2 separate regions of the Mustela erminea genome follow, and region 1 is linked to region 2. The links are chromatin contacts, called in public Hi-C maps. All regions are on one chromosome and are shown on one strand. Each heading gives the region's core, a stretch centred on a gene start, on an enhancer-like site or on the middle of the called end of the contact. The rest is flanking DNA. Distances are from core to core; before and after follow the strand shown.

Region 1 (2,752 bases), core at 78-2,577, 140 kb after region 2:
GCACAGCTAGCTTGGGGCCAGGACCAAGCCTGGCGCCTGCGGGGGCCTGCAGCCGGCTGGAGCCTGGCGGACAAAGAGGGGGCCAGGCAATGCCCCGTCCAAGTGGCAGGGCCGGCGGGGAAATTTAGGAGCCACGTGCCTGGTGGGAGAAGGAAAAAAGCTTTACAACGACTTGACCATTCTCTCGGCCCAGCACCTCAAACGCCCTTCCACGGAGCATTTAAAACCAGGGGAAATGTGTTACTCCTTTAAGTTTTTTTAGAACTTTCCCAAAGAAAGAGCGGACTAGTAAGACGGGGTGCTAAGGGAATCAACACATCTCCTCACCGTCTTCTAGTAAATTGTAAAAGGCAATTAGCACTTGAATAAGCAGCCGGCGCGTCTGGAATGAAAATGAGACGCACGCACTTTTAGGGTTTTAAGGCGCCGCTTCCCGTCCCGTCCAGGGTCCTAACCACCAACGGGAATTGGCCGAAATTCAGCCTCGCCAGACTCGCCCCCGGAGAAGGGGCCGCAGAAGCGCAGGCGACCAGAAAAACGAAACTGAGTGCGCTCCAGGCTCGCCGGGCTCGGTCTGGCGCCGGAGCCGCGCGTCCCCGGCCCCCGCCGTCCGCGCCCCGAGCTCGGCGCCGCCGGGCCCGGCGCCCCTCCGGCGCTTCGAGCCGCGCGGCCGGGCCCCGCCATCCCCGCCGGGGCCCGCGGGGCGCATGGGGGCCGGGGCCGCGCGCGGGAGGCCGGGCCGGGCGGCGGGCGAGGCGGGCGCGGGCCTCGGGCCTACACGCGGGCCGCGCGGCCCCGGCCTCCGGCTCCACCCGCCGGGCTCCGGGCGCGGGAAGGGCCCAGGCCGCACGGGGGGCGTCCCGACGCCTCGGGGCCGGAGGAGGCCGGGGGCTGCGCGCCCGCGGGGGGCCCGGGGAAACGGCCGGCGGCCCGGCCCCGCCGACCCGCGCCCCCCCCCGCCCCGCCCGCCCCGGGGACCCCGCCGCCCGACCCGAGAACCCCCCCCCGCCGCGGCCTCGACCCCCGCCCGCCGCCGCCCCCCGCCCCCCGGCCCCCGGCCCCCGGCCCGCGCCCGCCAACCGCCGCCGGCGCCGCGGGGACGAGCGCGAGCGGCCGGGCCGGCGCCCCCGCGCGAGGACTCACCGGGGCCGGCTCCCGAGTACATGGTGGCGCCGCCGAGGGGCTCCGGGGCCGAGGGGCGGCCGCGCGCGCGCCACGGGCCCCGACGCCGCGAGCCGGGAGGGAGCCGCCGGCCGCACGATCCGCCCCGGCGCGGCCGCCTCGCCAAACAGGTTTACCCGACGCGGCCGGGGCGGCGGGCGGAGGCGGCGGGCGGGGGGGGAGGGGAGGGGGGAGGAGGGAGGGGCGAGAGAGAGAGGGAGGGGAGGAGGGAGGGGAGGAAGAGGGGGAGGGAGGGGCGAGAGAGACGGAGGGGAGGAGGGAGGGGAGGAGGCGGAGGAGGGCGGGGCGAAGGCGAGGGGAAGGAGCGGGAGGGGAGGAGGGGCGGGGTCGGCGCGCGGGCGGCCGGGCGCGGGCGCGGGCGGGGGGAGCGGGATCGCGGCCCCGCGGCGAACTGGGGGCGGGAACGGCGCGGGCCCGGGGGGGGGGCGCGGGGGGGGCCCGCCGCGGGGGCGGACGCGGGGCGGACGCGGGGCGGACGCGGGGCGGGGGGGCCCCTCCCAGCCACTCAGAGCGGCGACGTCTCCCCGACTGGGCGGAGCGGGCCAGCCCGGCGCTGCCGCCAGAGGCCGGGAAGAAAGAAAAGAAAACACACCCCTGGTTTCCCCGCCGCCTCGGCGCGCGTGGGGAGCCCGTTCTGGCGGCTCGCCGGGGGCCCGAGCGGCGGCCGCGGCGGGGAGGAGGGACGCACGGCCCCGCCACCCTTACCCGCACCTGGGCCCGGGGAGCTTGGACACGGTGCGGGCGTGCGGTTGGAGTCCGCGCGCCCCAGCGTCCCCGCCTGGATTTTTTTTTTTTTTTTTTTTTCAAGTTATTACCGAAACGTGCATGTCGGGAAGCTTGCTCCCAGCACGGAGCTTGAACTTGAACGCGTGCTGGCCCTCTTACACGACCACACCGCCACCTCCCGGCCAAGCACCCAGATAATCCTGGGGGAAAAAAACTTGGAACTGTATATATAAAGTTTTTGGTCAATTTTAGCTGCCATCAATGCTGAGATCCAACCCCGGCTCCTCCCCAGCGCTCTGGGGCCTCCGCAGGGTTTCCCCGCGGGGCCTTTCTCGGACCCCATCATACTCCTCCGTGCGTCTCGGTACTTACCCGCCTTGTACTTGGCAAAGCCGTCCCTCCCACCCAAATCCTCCTCCATCCTTCCAGACCCCTGGATCCAACTGTTTGGGGATCCTTTCCCAGGGAAGCCAGTCCACAGTGACCTCCCTTCTCTCCGAAATGGTGGGTGACTGGAAGTCTGACGGTGAAATGCGATCCAGACGTGCTCACGGTCGTTTCAACGCCCTTGCCCACGCATCCTCCGTCCTGTAAACGTGCGTTACCTGCATACTGGGTGCTAAGAACGGAGTGCTCCGGCCGGCCCGGGTGAGGGTGAGGCGAAGACAAGAGCTCTGCCCGCAAGGAGTTAAGCATCTAAAATAGGCTCACTGCCAGCTCTTTGCAATTCTCAAGGGCATCCCTAAAAAAGTGCCAGGAACCCTTGATTTCCTCCACAGAGAAACTTAAAAGGACACCGATCTTCAGCAAATCATTGATATGAATGGGGTTGGTCCCATGGCAT
Region 2 (2,804 bases), core at 196-2,695:
AAGTAGTGATCCTACCGCTGCCTGGAGGAAACTTGGAAACCCGATGCTCAGGGAAAGGAGGGAATCACCAGAGGCCGCACAGTGTGAGGCTCGGTTTAGATGAAACGCCCACAGCATGTACACTCCTGGAGGCAGAAAGTAAATGAGCGGCTGTGGGGGCTGCAGAACAGAAGAAGGGCCTGCCAACCGGGGGGGGGGGGGGGGGGGGGGGGGGTTCTTTTTGGAGTGGTAAAACGTGCTGGCACCGGGATGGCCCCGACGGTGGGTGTACTGAAGCCGCGGCACCCTACATTCTAAATGGGTGTTTTCTGTGGTTGTGAATGCTACCTCAATAGAGCAGTTATTTTAAAAAAACATTTCTTGACAACCGCGGGTCCCTCTCCACTACTATTCTGCCACGCGGTTTAAGAAAAACACGCACACGGGCTTGCGGGATCTGGAGTATGGCGAGACTCCTGGGTCTCCCGCCTCGGGCCGGACTGCGGTCCTTTCCCCTTAACAAGTACTAGCTGGGCTGGACGAGGAAGTGGCGGTCACCGTTTCTCCAACACTGACAGTCACTCGTCGAGAGTCGGGGGAGGGGCGCCGGTGCACGGAGCCTGTCCCAGCCCTGCCCGGCTCTCTGGGAACGAAGGCCAGCCCTGCGGTCCACATTTTAGTCCCCGTCGCTGGAAAAGCACGGGATCCAACGAGCAGCCCCTCCGACCACCAGAGGGTATAGGTCAGAGGGCCTGTGCGGCGGCCCGGGCAGCGCGCGCGGACCGCGAGGGGAGGCGGCCACAAGCGCGGCGCGGGCTCGCTCCGTTCCCCCCGGCGCCCGCGGCTCGGACGGCGCTGACCACGGAGGCTCCCGTCCCCGCACGCAGCGCCTGGGGCCGCCGAGCTGGGTCGCAGGCACCCTCGACCCGGGGGAGAGCGAGGGTGACCGGGACAGGACGGTAGCCCCGGGCCGGCCGGGCCGCCCTGCGGGGACACCAGCGCGCGCCGGGGGCCCCCCGACCTCACGCGGCCCAGGGGCCGGGACGCGGCAGCGGAGTGGGGAGGGGGCGGCAGCGGAGTGGGGAGGGGGCCGCCGCCGCGCGCCGCGGGGAGCAAGGCCGGGGCCCCAGGGCGGCAGGTGCCGGCACGGCCCGCACAGGTGAGCAGCGGGCGCCGGGCAGGCTCCCGGGCCGGGGTGGGGGTGAAGGGACCCGGCCCGGCAGGTGCGCGCTGACTCGCGCCCTCGCTCGCCGCCACACACAGGCAGCCCTCCCGCCGCCGGCGACCCCCGCCCCGCAGCCCCCCACCTCGCACTTACGCAGCCGGCGGCCCGGGCCCGGAGCGGGAGCCAACGGCCTGGCGGGCGGCGGGGCGGAGCAGCCTCTGCGACCGCTCCCCCTACTCAGAGCGGGCGCTTCCGACCCGCGGCCGCGCCGGCACCCTCCTGCGCATGCTCGGGGCGGTCCGGGCCGGCAATCCGCTCCGGGTTTTGGGAGGGACGCGGGGAGCGGGACGCGAGGGGAGGGGAGCGGAGAGGAGGGCTGGGAGGGGAGGGAGGAGCCGCGCGCGCCGACGGAGGGGCTCGGTCGCCGCGCCGCTTTCCAACCCTCCTGGCGCGCAGCTCGGATTCCCGCGGCTCTGCGGGCGCGGGCGCGGGGGGCGGCCGTCCCCGCGCCCCGCCGGCCCCTGCGCCCCGGAGACCAACCCCCGCGGGCACTAGCGTGGAGAACTGCCCGCGGCTGGACGAGGGCCGCTTCTGCACACCGGGCGAGCCTCCCGCGCGCGCTCTCCGCGCAGCCCTGGGCGCTGGGGCGGGGAGGGGGCGCCAGAGTCGGGTCCCCAGGTCTCCCGCTGGAGCCGCTCCCGGCGCGCAGCGCAGCGGCCCGGCACAGAGCGGGTGGGAGCCGCTGTTCCCGAGGCCAGAAGCCACTTTGGGATTTCAACTTCTGTGTTAAAAATGGGTGCGGAAAGCGGAATTCACGTGCGGACCTCAGAGCGACACAGCACATTGGGGAAGATCTGGAAAGGACATGGTCAACAGCGTCACCTCCAGAAAGGGCCAAGGGAAGGGGATGGCGGGGGAAGACGCTCTTTCCGCGTAGCTTTGTGTTGTTTTGTTTTCAAATAAAAAGTGTTTTCGGGGCGCCTGATTGGTTCAGTCAGTAGAGCAGGCAACTCTTGATCTCAGGGTCCCGAGTTCAAGGCACACCGTTGATCATGGAACCTACTCTAAAAAAAAAAAAAAATTTAATGTCCTGGAAAACAAGAATCGTCCCCTCACCAAATACAGCAGACACGAAAGAAAGGGGCCATCATCTTTGCTGGCAGCCAGCAAGCATTTATTGACTCTTTGCTATGGGCCAGTGCTGTTTTATGACTTACTTTATTATTCATATTTTTTAACAAAATATTCGTTCATATTTTTTAACAAAATAATAATATGCTATCCCTCATCCCTGCCCAGAGTCAGTGGAAAAACAATTTTTTACTGAATTGTTTCCCAAAGAGTAGGAATGAGTTACAAGCAGAACACATCTTCAGGGCAAAGCAGGGGAAGCCGATTTCCAGCATGCCAGAGAGCCGGGAAGTGTTTTCAACAGAGGTCCCCAGACGCTGAGAGAGAGTGCCTCCAACACACCACAAAAGGATGCCCACAGGGGCTGCTCTGTGGCATTAAGAATGCAGGCTGACAAGAGAAAACCGACATTACAAGAGCCACCCTGGATGGAGGTCTGTGTGCTGGGAACAGAGCTCCACTATGCAGCTCCCTCTGTCTTCCTAAGTCCCATGCAAGGTACTATTCTTAGTGCTGCAGTCAGAAAGGA

Evidence for each region. Hi-C and Micro-C count contacts between places; a contact is called where the count stands out from the background.
Region 1: a Hi-C map of spleen shows a contact between it and region 2, with 2.3 times the contacts expected there. The contact joins the promoter of AGO2 here to the promoter of TRAPPC9 in region 2. A contact is called at or near these places in 2 of 3 Hi-C or Micro-C datasets (skeletal muscle and spleen).

Annotation. Positions count from the first base shown.
Region 1 is chr16:82,218,303-82,221,054 of mMusErm1.Pri, forward strand. AGO2 (protein argonaute-2) reads right to left here and starts at 1,328. Exons shown (of 19, transcript XM_032316691.1): 1 at 1,144-1,328. The coding sequence starts at 1,165.
Region 2 is chr16:82,073,187-82,075,990 of mMusErm1.Pri, forward strand. It overlaps TRAPPC9 (trafficking protein particle complex subunit 9), which reads right to left and starts at 1,446. Exons shown (of 24, transcript XM_032316499.1): 1 at 1,298-1,446. It overlaps LOC116574987 (collagen alpha-1(I) chain-like), which reads left to right and starts at 250. Exons shown (of 7, transcript XM_032316018.1): 1 at 250-261; 2 at 660-1,138; 3 at 1,243-1,458; 4 at 1,601-1,746. The coding sequence starts at 250.